Linked DNA regions of Mus musculus: region 1 is linked to region 2. The links are chromatin contacts, called in public promoter capture Hi-C maps. All regions are on one chromosome and are shown on one strand. The core of a region is the stretch at or near the end of the contact, and the rest is flanking DNA. Distances in the headings are between cores, read along the strand shown.

Region 1 (5,555 bases), core at 2,053-4,552, 66 kb after region 2:
TCCAGCTCATAGCCCACAGCCCAGGAAGGAGGCCCATGTCTTCCGCAGCCCGCTGAGCCTCAGGAGTTAATAATTAAGGGTTTAAGAAGATAGAAGCCTGTCTGGGAGGCCCCGCCCGGCCGCTGTGCTCCTGCTCCTGAGAGATAGCAAAGGTTAGTGTGTGAGGCTCTGCCTGGTGTGGAGGCAGGCTCTGCGCTCGACCTCCTGGTGGTCTCCAAAGGGACCTCAGCCTGGCCCCAGGCATGGACGCCTCTGAGGAGCCCAGGAAGTGCCCTGCCCGAGGGTCATGCCCAGTGTTCTTGGCCATGAGCTCAGGCACTGTCCGCTATGCTCCATCAGGTGTGGGTCCTGTACCTGAGAGGAACTTTAGAGAGGAGACCTGGGATGCACACAGGTGAGCTGAGGTCGTGGGACACTGAGGGGAGGTGGGGGATGAGTCTTGACACTCTGCAGGGACATGGGGGTCAGAAGCTGGCTTGGAACAAGGGGTGGTTTTGAGTTGGGAAGAAATTCAGGAAGCTTCTCACAAGTGGGCACTCAGAAAGGAACCCTGATTGTCTGGTCCAACTTGAGGTCTTGACTAAGGTAGAAACTGAAGGTCAGAGACAGCAGGCCACTCAATCCTAGGCCACAGCTAGAAACAGATGTAACTTCAGAATCTGAGACTGGTTCAGATTCAAGTCCCATATGCCTTCAGCCTCATCCTAGTGTCTGTGACTAACGGTAGCGAGCTGGGGGAGGGGAGGGTTGACAGGAGGCGGTGGTGTGGAAGGAAGGACGATGAGGCTTTTGGTGATCAGTAACTATAAATATATCTTTAATTTTTTTCCTCCCTACTGGCTGGGCCTGGCACCTTGTAGGTATTCAGTAACCTTCTGAGGGCTGGCTGTACCCAGACATAGCTTCCACCAGCACCAGTGGCTCTGGGTTGTCCCTAGGGAAAGCTTCTGTAAAGAGATTCCACCTCCCCTCCCCTGGCTCCTGTGACATAAGGCAGGTTCTTTAACTTCTCTGAGGCCATCCCCTTCCAGTGGCCCAGCAGGGCTCCCTGTGCTGCTGAGAGGAAGCCCAGAGCTTGGAAGTTCACAGAGTCTAGATGCACAAATGACAAGATATTTTTGGTTAGTAATTGCACGTCAATGGTCAATGCTCTTAGGGTGGCAACCACACACTTGTCCTTGGAGGCCTCAAGGGCTCCTAGGATGAGGCCTCTTCCCCGGGAACCTTCCCCTTTGCTGACACATCCTCTTTGTCTCTCACTAATTCCATTGACAGAATTTATCTTTGCCCTGGCTTTTAAACACTCGGAAGGCAAAGGCCCTGTCCTGGACTCTTTTTGTGTCGTCTTTTCCTCCTTCCCCTAGATGGTGACCAGAGCAAGGAACAGGAAAAGAGCATTTGCTTCAGGCTTAGGTGAAGGGCTCAAGTCAACACAAATATGTTGATATCTGCTTTGGCCAGACCCTAAGCTGGGCTGGATTGGGTGGAGGAACATAGCCCAAGGGTTGGTCCTTGCTCAGGAGAAGCCTGGTAAATATCACCCTATAGTGAGGGAAGGACGTAGAAGACCTGGGCTGAGAGATTCTGTCAGATGAAAAGGATGCTATGGAGAGCTGTCTAGGTTCTCCATGGAGAAGATGCCAACCATGGGCAAAGACGTGGATTCCACTCACCAAGTCTTTGTTCCTATAAGCTGAGATAGGAGCATCTTGTCTTTCTTTAGAATACTTTATTACGTGTGTATGTTCATTTGTGGATTTCTACACACTCATGCAGGTGCCCACAGAGGCCAAAAGAGGGAAGAAGAGGGCATAGGATTCCCCTGTAGCTGGAGTCAGAGTTTTGAATTGCCTGATATGGGTGCTGGGAACCACACGTGGGTCCTCTGTAAGTGCAATGCATACCCTTTCTGGCTGAGCCATCTCCAGCCTAACTCTTTTTCTGTGTTGTGTTGTGTTGTGTTGTTTGGGGGGGGGGGTTCTTTTGTTGTTGCAGGGTTTTATTTTGGTTTGTTTTTTTGGCTTTTTGAGACAGAGTTTTTCTGTGTAACAGTCCTAGCTGTCCTGGAACTCACATTGTAGAGCAGGCTGGCCTTGAACTCAGAGATCTTGCCTGTCTTTGCCTCCAGAATGCTGGGATTAAAGGTGTGTGCCACCACACCCTGGCTTTTCTGTTTTGAAAAGAGCCACTATTAGTTGGTGAAGATGGGTCCTAGGCAAGTCAAGGTTCTGGCAGTAGAGGTCCTTTAAAGCAGGTCTCCCATTCTCCTACCATTTACCATACTGGAATTCCATAAGCCAAGCGTGTGGTCGTAGTCACTGAGGGAGCTGAGGAGAAAGTATTAGTTCAGCCCAGAAGCTGGAGACCAATCTAGGTGGTACATGACCAACACCCTCAGAGAAGAGGGGGCTAAGGGAAAGGAGAGAGGGAGGCTGGGGTTCCAGCCTGGAGAATTTCTTCGTTTCACGTGGTCCTTAGCAGTTCAGAAGGGGCGGCTGTTGTGTAGATGGATGAGTGAAATGTGTTCTTACAAGCCCAGGGAGCACTGTAGACGCTGCCTGTGGGAGCTGGTCTAGCAGTACTCAAGGAGAGGTTGACTATGGGCTCTACTTATTGGATCCTGATCTGAGGCTGAACTTCATTCAGGTCAGTGGTTAGAGCCAGGATAAAAGGAGGGCATAGGAACTGAGGGACAGGTGACTAAGCTTTTTACAAATCTTTTTTTAAGTACCTGGGACAGACAGGTGCTAGCGAAGTTGGCAGAGACGTCTCCTGTGCTTAGGATGGCTTGAAAGGCAGGGACGAACAGAGTATTCAGAGATGCAAGAGGAGGGACCTGGAAGTAGAGCTGGTAAGATTGGGCCAAGGTAGCGCTCTCTTAGCTTAAACTGCTCAACGAATGATAACTTGTTCAGGGTCTGCCCCGCCCCCTTCCCAGAAGCCCAGTGTCAATCAGGGATTGATGCCATCTAAGAGCTCCAGAGACCGGTAACAGGGCTAGAAGTCTGAATGAGGGTACAGGAGCTGTTTGTCCACTTTGAGTGACAATCTGAGCGAGAAACAGAGCTGAGACCACCCCCGAGAGCCATTGTAGGTTCTCAAACAAGGGTGGACCAAAAGTGCAAGGCAGAAAGTGATAGGGAAAGGCGGAGGCCAGCTCTGGATGCAAGATGATGGAACCAGTCCCGTTCACTCTGGCGGGTCATTGTCCCCAGGCAGCAAGAGGGACAGGGCTGGGCCGGCAAAGGGGCGGGACCGGGCACGTGGCCTGGGGCCCGCCTCTCAGACACGTGACCCGCCCAGGGCAGGGGAAGGGCTCCGGTGGGGCGGAGCCGCAAACCCAGGGCGGCCAGCGGGACAGACTGGCGGTGGAGCGATTGACAGGCGGCAGGGCAGCTCTGGGGCCCCCGGCAGAGTTGGCGGCGCGCGAGGACGCGGCTACGGCGGAGACGCTGGGATGTGGAGCGGGTAGGTCCCTGCACGCCGGTGGCTCTGCGCTCCGTCTGGGCCGTGCTGGCCTCCTGGGATGGGTGAACAGGGGCTCACTGCTGTTGTTTGCACCCCACTTGGGAGATAATCTGTACTCTCAGCCCTGCCTGCAGCAGCGAGGTGCATTGTAGCATGAGGACACACTGCAGCCCGAGAGCTGAAAGGACCTTGGCAGGACCGATCTGAGTTGCCCCAGGGTGAGAAGGGTGACCCCCTCCAACTCCTAGCTCCAGTGGAGTGCATGAGAGAAGTGGTAGTGGGGGTGGTGCATAGTAGTATGCATACCTCAAAAGTAAATCTGGGGCACGTATTTAAAGGAGAGCACACCCATGAACTCTGGAGAAGCAGTGCAGTTGAGAAAGCTAGCTGTGTCTCTCCAAGGTCCATCCCTAGCTAGTTGACTAGAACCTTCTGATTCAAGATGTGAGGTGGGTGGTACCTTCCCACAGTCTGGAGGGAGATAGGCACAGACCCTGAGTCCTGGGTGAACCCCTTTCCCACCCCTCATCCTCACTTCCATCTGTTAGGGCCATCGGTTCTTGAAGCTGACTCCTGTTCTTGGCCAGTCTAATAGGAGGAGACCTTGCTCCCTGTTCACATAGGTTGATGTTCTTTCTTGTCTAAATAGACAAACGCCTCCTCCTTCCAGGACTGCAAAGACTAGGTCTTGCGGTTGTTCCTGCTAAGGACTGTTTCAGGATAGGCAGAGGATAGGCGGAAGGAGGAGAGCCCTGGGGAGGGGAACAGGTGAGATCTATTTACTCTCACGGACCCCAGCTGATTGGAGTCGAAATGCTAGGGGAACCATGCAGCTTCGACACGGCCAGGGCACTAGAACTGAGCTCCTGTGGGGTGTGGGCTGGCTTGATCTTTTAGAGGGAGCAGAAGTCAGCCTGTGTTTCTTGGAGAGTTGCTCCAGGGAAGGAGGCTAGCTAGGCTTGGGAAGTGTTTTGGGTGGGTTCCTGGTGCCTGCCTCTGGTGGAGGCAATTGTGCTTGGAGGAATGCATGTGCCTGGGGCTGTGTGTTTGAGGAGCAGCCTGGTCTGAAGGAAGCTGTGAGCCTTTCTGCTGGGTGGACCGAGACAATTGCTGTATGGCCCTCAGGGTAACAACACCCCCTTCTCTGGGTTGGAGCCAGCTTGAGCACTTTGGGGGAGGAGGAGGGTCAGAGGAGATGTCAGGTGTCCTGTCTCTCTCTGTATTCCCAGGTCTCTCACTGAACCTGGAACTTGTTGAGCCAAGCTGGTGGCGAGTATATGCCAGTGATTCTCACGGTGCTGTGTCCCCTCGCAGTGCTGAGCTTGCTGGTGCATATGATGACCACACTGGGATCTGAACTTGGGTCCTCAGGCTTACACAGAGAGCCTTCTTACCCACTGAGCCGTCTTCCCAGCCCTTGGACATAGGGATCCGAGTCTGAGTGTCTAGAATGTTCTGGGGACTTAGGGGCCTTGGAGCACTCCACTCCCTGCAGAAGGTGAGAGGGACCATGCTCCGGGTCATGTCAGCTCTAAGAGGTATATCCTAGGAGGTATGTATCCTAGCCCAGGAAAGCTTGGAGCCCGGCCATTCTGGGGTTTCTGGAGGTTGGCTTCCTACTGTAAATTGAACTGAGCTATGGTGTTTTGTTTATGGCAGAGTCCTAAATGGCGATAAGCAGAAGTGACTGGGCCCTGTAGGAGCCAGGAGTAGAGATCCTTCTGAGGGTAAACCTTGAACTCTGAATTAATGGCAACACGAGTCTGATTTTTGGAGTAGGGGAAGTGGGTACAGGGTCTCATGTAGCCTAGGTTGGCCTCAAACTCCCCATTTAGCCAAGGATGAGTCCCTCTCTCCATCTCCCAAGTACTGGCACGACAGGCATGTGCCACAATGCCTGGCTTAGGAGTGCTGAGAATGGAATCTAGAGCTTTGTGCTCTGCGCAAGGACTCGGGCAGCGGGGCTGTGTAACCAACCTTAGCGTCATTTTGGTTTGCTTTATTTTGGACACAGGTTCTTACCATATAGATTAGGCTGACCTGGAATTCTTTTTTTTTTTTTTTTTAAAGATTTATTTATTTATTAT
Region 2 (6,411 bases), core at 1,981-4,480:
TGTTTTTGATTTTTCGAGACAGGGTTTCTCTGTATAGCCCTGGCTGTCCTGGAACTCACTCTGTAGACCAGGCTGGCCTCAAACTCAGAAATAGCCTGTTCTTAACATCCCAGAACTCTATCTCAAAAGCAACAACAACAACAACAACAAAAACCACGTTATTAAACACAGAGGACAAAGATGACTTCCCCTGCTTTTCAAGAAAGATGAGAAAATGAAGGTCTTGGTGACACAGGAATGCTTTTAATTGCAGATAGATAAGCATGACTGATAAAGAAACTTTCTCTCATAGAGGAAGACTGGAGGAGCTCTGGGCTGTGGTCTTTATGGTTCTTATAGCTTCTTTTCTCTGGGTACTAAAATGGTACCCATACATAACACCTTTACACTCACATCCATAAATTGGATCATCAAAAACAAAAAATTCACATCCCAGATTTGCCCTTTTGTTGTGTAATAATTTCTTCTGCACTGAAACACTCTGTCCTAGGAAGAGGTTTCTTAAAATTCAGAACACTATATGAAATTTAACAGGCTGTGGGAGTAGACAACTCACAAGTCTCAAGATGCTCCTGAAACTTACAAGACTGACAAGCCCTTTCCTGAGGGTCATACACAAGGAGCTGAGCTGCCTTGAAGTACAGAGGGCCGTAGGGATGCAGTTTATATGAATTTTCACCTTCTGCTGGGGAAAGCTTTTCAGTAATACACCTGCCTTTGAGTTATCCGTGCTCCTAAAATTTTTTACTCAAGCTCTGTTAAGTAAGCCTAATAAACACATGGGTTTGCCAAGTTGGACATGGTGGAATCAATACTGTCGTCTCTGCCACATTTGGGGTGAATAAATGTTTGTTCATGTCTCCTAGGAAAAGTGACACACCTTATCAATAAAGAAAGACTTTTTTCTCCCCCTAAGAACTCAAAGCTGTACATTCTGAAACCTTCCTGGAAAAATTAGAAACTGCATGGCCACCCAGGCTTTGTAGAACACAGACTTTGAGTCATTCAATGAAAAGCACTTACCACAACGAATCAGCTGAAAGAATGTAGGGTTTTTTGTTTGTTTGTTTGTTTGTTTGTTTGTTTTTGATTTTTCGTGACAGGGTTTCTCTGTATAGCCCTGACTGTCCTGGAACTCACTCTGTAGACCAGGCTGGCCTCAAACTCAGAAATCCGTCTGCCTCTGCCTCCCAAGTGCTGGGATTAAAGGTATGTGCCACCACTGCCCAGCAAGACTGTAGTTTTGAGCAACTAAATCAGGAACCATACTCATGAGTCTCTGATTAAAGGGGCAGAAATTGGTCTGCACAGCTAATTTTCAATCTGTATTTGGTTACAGAAGCAATTTAGTTCTTGTACCTGTGTGGGGGGTCTCTACAAGCATACCAGGGAAATATGAACCAGATGAGGTAAGAATGAAACTAGGTTCAACATAACTTAGTTTGCTGATGCTGGGCCAAACTTCTGTTGTCTCACACTACGCAGTTTATTTTAGCCATATTTAAGTACAGCACAAGCCAGGCAGTGATGTTACATGCCTTTAATCCCAGCACTTGGGAGGCTGAGGCAGGGAAATCTCCATGAGTTCAAAAACAGCCTGGTCTACAGATAAACTTCTAAGACAGCCAGGGCTACACAGAGAAACCCTGTCTCAAAATACCAGGAAAAGAAAAAAACAACAATTTGGAAAAAAAAAAAAAAAAAAAGTTCCCTGATGGCAATTAACTCAGTCCTGCCTGTTCAAAAGAGCTTAAGATGTGTTTACATTAAAACTCGTTCTTTCATCTTTCATAAATATGGATTCTGTTAACTTGGAAATAATGGTCAAGACAAGGGTCTAGGGAGAATGACTGAGGTAAACATAATGTCTGTGGCAGTCAGGATTGTCCTGGCCCTAAGACAACATAGAAATCACTTGGGCTGTTGTAAATGTAAGTAATATCTCTCATAAAGATGGGTTTTACGGACTAAGAAGCTACATTCAAGATCTACAAGGGAAAAGTCTGGGATAAACAATTTTCTGGGGAATTCAGGTGAAGCTTGGTCCTACAGATAGCAAAAAAAAAAAAAAAAAAAATCACCAGGTTGTAAACTACCTCCTTTCCCAGTCAGCATTCTGGGAGAAAACAGGCAAACACCTCCTTTTGTTGAAGAGACAAGCATGTGTAAGGAACCCCCCCCCCCCCATGCTGGGCCTCTGCTCAAGTCCCGGGATGAGCTGGCCAACACCCCAACATCTCAAGAGAAAACCACACCTGATGCAAACTGCAGGAGGTTTTATTATCAGCTAGCTGAGGACGAAGTCCCTCTGCTGTGCAAGTCAGGGGAGTTTGACCCCCCCCCCCAGAGAGCGGTGACAGTAGGGGGCTTTTAACAGCTAGCTGAGGAGTTGGGAGGAGAGTTGGGAGGAGTTGGGAAGAGTTCTTCTCATCCAGGTGTCCTTGGTGAAATTTACAAGGCAGGAGTGGGGAGTGAGTTCTTTCTGAATTTTTATCTCCGGGTCCTCGGCACAGGAAGGCAGGCATCTCTGGTTGTACAGTATAGAAACAAAAAGGCTTTTTGCTGGCTATAGAGAACAAAGAGCTTCTTTCTAGCTGTATTTTTAAAGGGAAAACAAGCTTGGGGAACGTCCAGGGGCTTTACCTTCCAGGGAGAAACGCTCTAAGTCGGGGTCTCACACATGCATGTTTCAGTTTCCTGGCTTCTCTAATGCTTCCCTGTGCACAAGACCTCTTACCTTCTACATTCCCGTGTGAGTGACAACTGCTTTGAAATACTATCCCCAGGGAAGGATATGGCCACTGATCTCTTGAATTCTCTGCAGCTAGGCTACATATAGGATGCAAAACAAGATTGGGCCCATTAACTTTCCATCATGAATGATAGAGGGGCTCCTAAAGCCAAACACCTCAAGGATGTATAGACAGCCAAGGGTACAAGCCAACACCCTGCCCCTCCCTGAGAATATATAACAGTTACTGGTGATGCAAGACATTTTATTTAACGATTTAGCCACTTATAAGTTGCCCATGCCCCTGTAAAGTAACCCCTCACTCATAATCCTGCAATTAACCTTTACTAAACTCACTGACTCACAAAGCTGGGCTTGAGTAGTGTCTTAAGCTATTATTGCTGCAAAGAAACTCCATGACCAAAAGAAACTTAGGGAGGACAGACTTTTATTTGACTCCCACGTCATCAGGAAGGAAGTCAGAGTCTGAACTCAAGGCAGGAACCTGAAAGCAGGAACTGAAACAAAGACAGTAGAGAAACACTGCTATTGGCTAGCTCCCAACGGTTTGCTCAGCCTGATTTTTTTATAGAACCAAGGACCACCTGTCCAGGGATGATACCACCCACAGTGGGCCGGGTTCTCTCACATCAATCATAAATCAAGAGAATGCCCCACAAGCTTGCCTTCAGGACAGTGGGATAGAGCCATTTTCTCAACTGAGGTTCCCTCTATCCGGATGATTCAAGCTGTGCCAAGGGGACAAAAATTAACCAGGACTGGTGGAATAGCTTCTTTGGTCTTTGTTGGAGCCCGTTTTGGGATGAATAGACATTTGTTTTCCCCAGACAGCGTTTACTCTGTAACTTCCTGCTACCCTTTGAGAGGTGGTCCAGGACTCTAATGTGTAATCTGGTGGGTTGCATCATCAGTTTCCTGTTTTCTATCTCTGGGAATCAGGACTCAACAAAACACTTCTCACTAGCAGTCCCTGGAGGTTGCCATCAGCGGAGACAGAAGTCACCTGGGTGAGGATAGTGTGAACAGGTGGAAGGTGTCACAGTTCTGTCCTTAGACTAGGGGCCTGGTCTGAACAGGAGGGGAGATGAAGCGTCAAGAGTCAACATGTCTTGCTGTCTGCATGGCCCAGAGGTGTGGGGTCCCAGCTGCATGTGAAGTCTGTTATGCCCCTCATGACAGTCTATGGCCTCTTAAACCACAAGCTGAGTAACTGTCCTTTTCTCAGGTTGCTTTTGCCATAGCAACAAGAAAGGTTAAAAAATAGAGCTGATAGTTTATGCGTGTTCTCCAGACTCTAGAGTCTTGAGAGGTCTGTGTTCAAGCCCTATGCTCATTTTTCGATTGAGTTTTCATTGTTGAGGGTTTTTTTTTTCCATTTTTTATTAGGTATTTAGCTCATTTACATTTCCAATGCTATACCAAAAGTCCCCCATACCCACCCACCCCCACTCCCCTACCCACCCACTCCCCCTTTTTGGCCCTGGCGTTCCCCTGTTCTGGGGCATATAAAGTTTGCAAGTCCGATGGGCCTCTCTTTCCAGTGATGGCTGACTAGGCCATCTTTTGATACATATGCAGCTAGAGTCAAGAGCTCCGGGGTACTGGTTAGTTCATAATGTTGTTCCACCTATAGGGTTGCAGATCCCTTTAGCTCCTTGGGTACTTTCTCTAGCTCGTTGAGGGTTCTTTGTTTTTGTTTGCTTTGAGGTAAGATCTCACTAGGTAGTTTAGGCTGGCCTTGAACCACTTATGCAACCCACTCTGGCCTCAAACTTAGGATCCTTCTGCCCAGACCACCTCTTTGAAAAAAGTAGTTATGCCCATAGTGCAAATGGCTGCTCATTCAACCAACTGTCCAAGTCAAATAAACATTAAACGTAAATGTGTCTGTGGGGTGGGTAAGTGTGTTTGCATGTTAGTATGTGTATGATTGGCCTGGGACTCTCTACCTCTGCCACTCAAATGCTAGAATTAAAATTAAAGATAGGTGTCATTATGCCCAGCCCTCCACCTTACTTGTTTTATTTTTGAGACTGCATCTCTTGCTGAACCTGGATCATACCAACTAACTAGGCTGGCTGCCCAGAAAGTCCTAGTGATCCTCCTGTCTCTAGGGTGACATGTGCTACCACACCCAGCTTTTTATGTGAGATCTTAATCTAACTCAGCTCCTCATGCTAGCACGGCAAGTACATACTGACTCAGCCATCTCCCCACCCCTAAAAACTGACTCTTGAAAATTATCTGGAAGTTACTATCCCCAAAGGGGCTAGCAGCCCCATATCTTCTTGTCAGAGACCAATAAGCCATCCTAAAAACAAAATCTCTGCGCAGCACTGTATGGTTTAGGCAAGAGCAAAACCCTCTGCCCCGGGGCTGCCATTTGGTGTCTGAACCATTGCCCTGGGATCTTTCCGTACACTATGACCCACAGTGGGCAGCCAGCTGCCTGGGAGGAGTGCTGGCAGGCAGCTATCCCACTTCCTCTACACCCATCATGGGACAGAAAGAGCTGGGTCCTGTGGGCGGGAAGAATTTGAGAGGGAGGGGGAGATGGGCAGAGAGGGAGGCCCTTTTAGGGGCCTGAAAAACACTGAAAAAACACAGTCTTCTTCCAGCAGATTCGTTTGGAGGCACTGTTGAGCACCGGCCTTGGCCCTGATTCAGGGCTATTGCTCAATACTAACAGAGAACAGCAAGACAGCAAAGGCCACAGTTCTGCCGGGAAATTTTTTCTGTCTGTTTCTTTTCTCCTTTCCTTTATTCTACAACTACCCTAGCCCCCACACCCTTCTGTCCACGCCTGGGCATCGCTGGGATGACTCCTAAGGTAGCTAACAGCTACCTCAGAGAGAAGAGAAGAGGGAGCGGATGGGTCTCTCAGAGGCTGGAGAGCTGGAGCTTGTGAAGTGCAGGCAGAGATGACTACTGCTCTGCCTACCTGGTCTGTGTGTCCCTGCTGGTGAGGAAGTTGAAGTTTTGCTTCTTCTGGAAACCCCACTCACTTGGCCTCGGGCTGCTGTAATGTGTAGCCTTCCCTCCCTCTCCTGGGCAGTCTGTCACCAGCAGCAACCCCAGGGCTCTTCTCAGAGAACACCACTCTGGCAAACTCGAGATTCCTAGCTTCACAGCAGAAAAGAATTTCAGAACTAGACACTGTAAAGGACGGTTCAGGTTTATTAAAAGAGGTGTGTGTGTGTGTGTGTGTGTGTGTGTGTGTGTGTGTGTGTGTTTTGAAAGAGGGTTTCTCTGTGAAGCTCTGGCTGTCCTGGTCTCTGTAGTCCATGCTGGCCTTAAACTCAGAGATCTGTCTACCTCTGCCTCCCTAATACTGGGATTAAAGGTACTCATTGTTCCACCACTGCCTGGAGAGAGATTTTTTTAAAAATATGTTTTAAATACACAAGTGTTAAAAGAAAATGAGAAAAGCTAGAGAAGACACAGCAGAGAGCACAGGGTGGCTTATCTAAGAGACACAGCCTGCTGTCTTTACAATAGCCACGTATAGCATTTAGGTTGGTTCTAAATGTCTTCTCTTGAAAGGGTTTCTAAGAAAACCAAATGAACCCACAGGGTGGTCCTGAGGTGCACAGATAAGGTTCCAATGGATAAGGTAACATTCTAGATCCCAGATACAGGAAGACAAAATGTCTTCACTG

The links. Promoter capture Hi-C pulls out the DNA fragments that hold promoters and counts their contacts.
Region 1: a contact with region 2 is called in a promoter capture Hi-C map of macrophages, with 5 read pairs. A contact is called at or near these places in 1 of 39 promoter capture datasets (macrophages), 1 of 484 Hi-C or Micro-C datasets (uterus), 8 of 130 datasets of targeted methods (embryonic fibroblasts, embryonic stem cells, extraembryonic endoderm stem cells and 5 more) and 3 of 9 other capture datasets (adipose tissue, liver and pancreatic islet).

What each region holds. Positions count from the first base shown.
Region 1 is chr19:10,014,892-10,020,446 of GRCm38.p6, forward strand. Rab3il1 (RAB3A interacting protein (rabin3)-like 1) reads left to right here and starts at 3,303. Exons shown (of 10, transcript NM_144538.3): 1 at 3,303-3,468. The coding sequence starts at 3,458.
Region 2 is chr19:9,949,336-9,955,746 of GRCm38.p6, forward strand. No RefSeq gene overlaps it. Among named protein-coding and RNA genes, the nearest start is that of Gm36913, 4.9 kb to the left of the region's middle.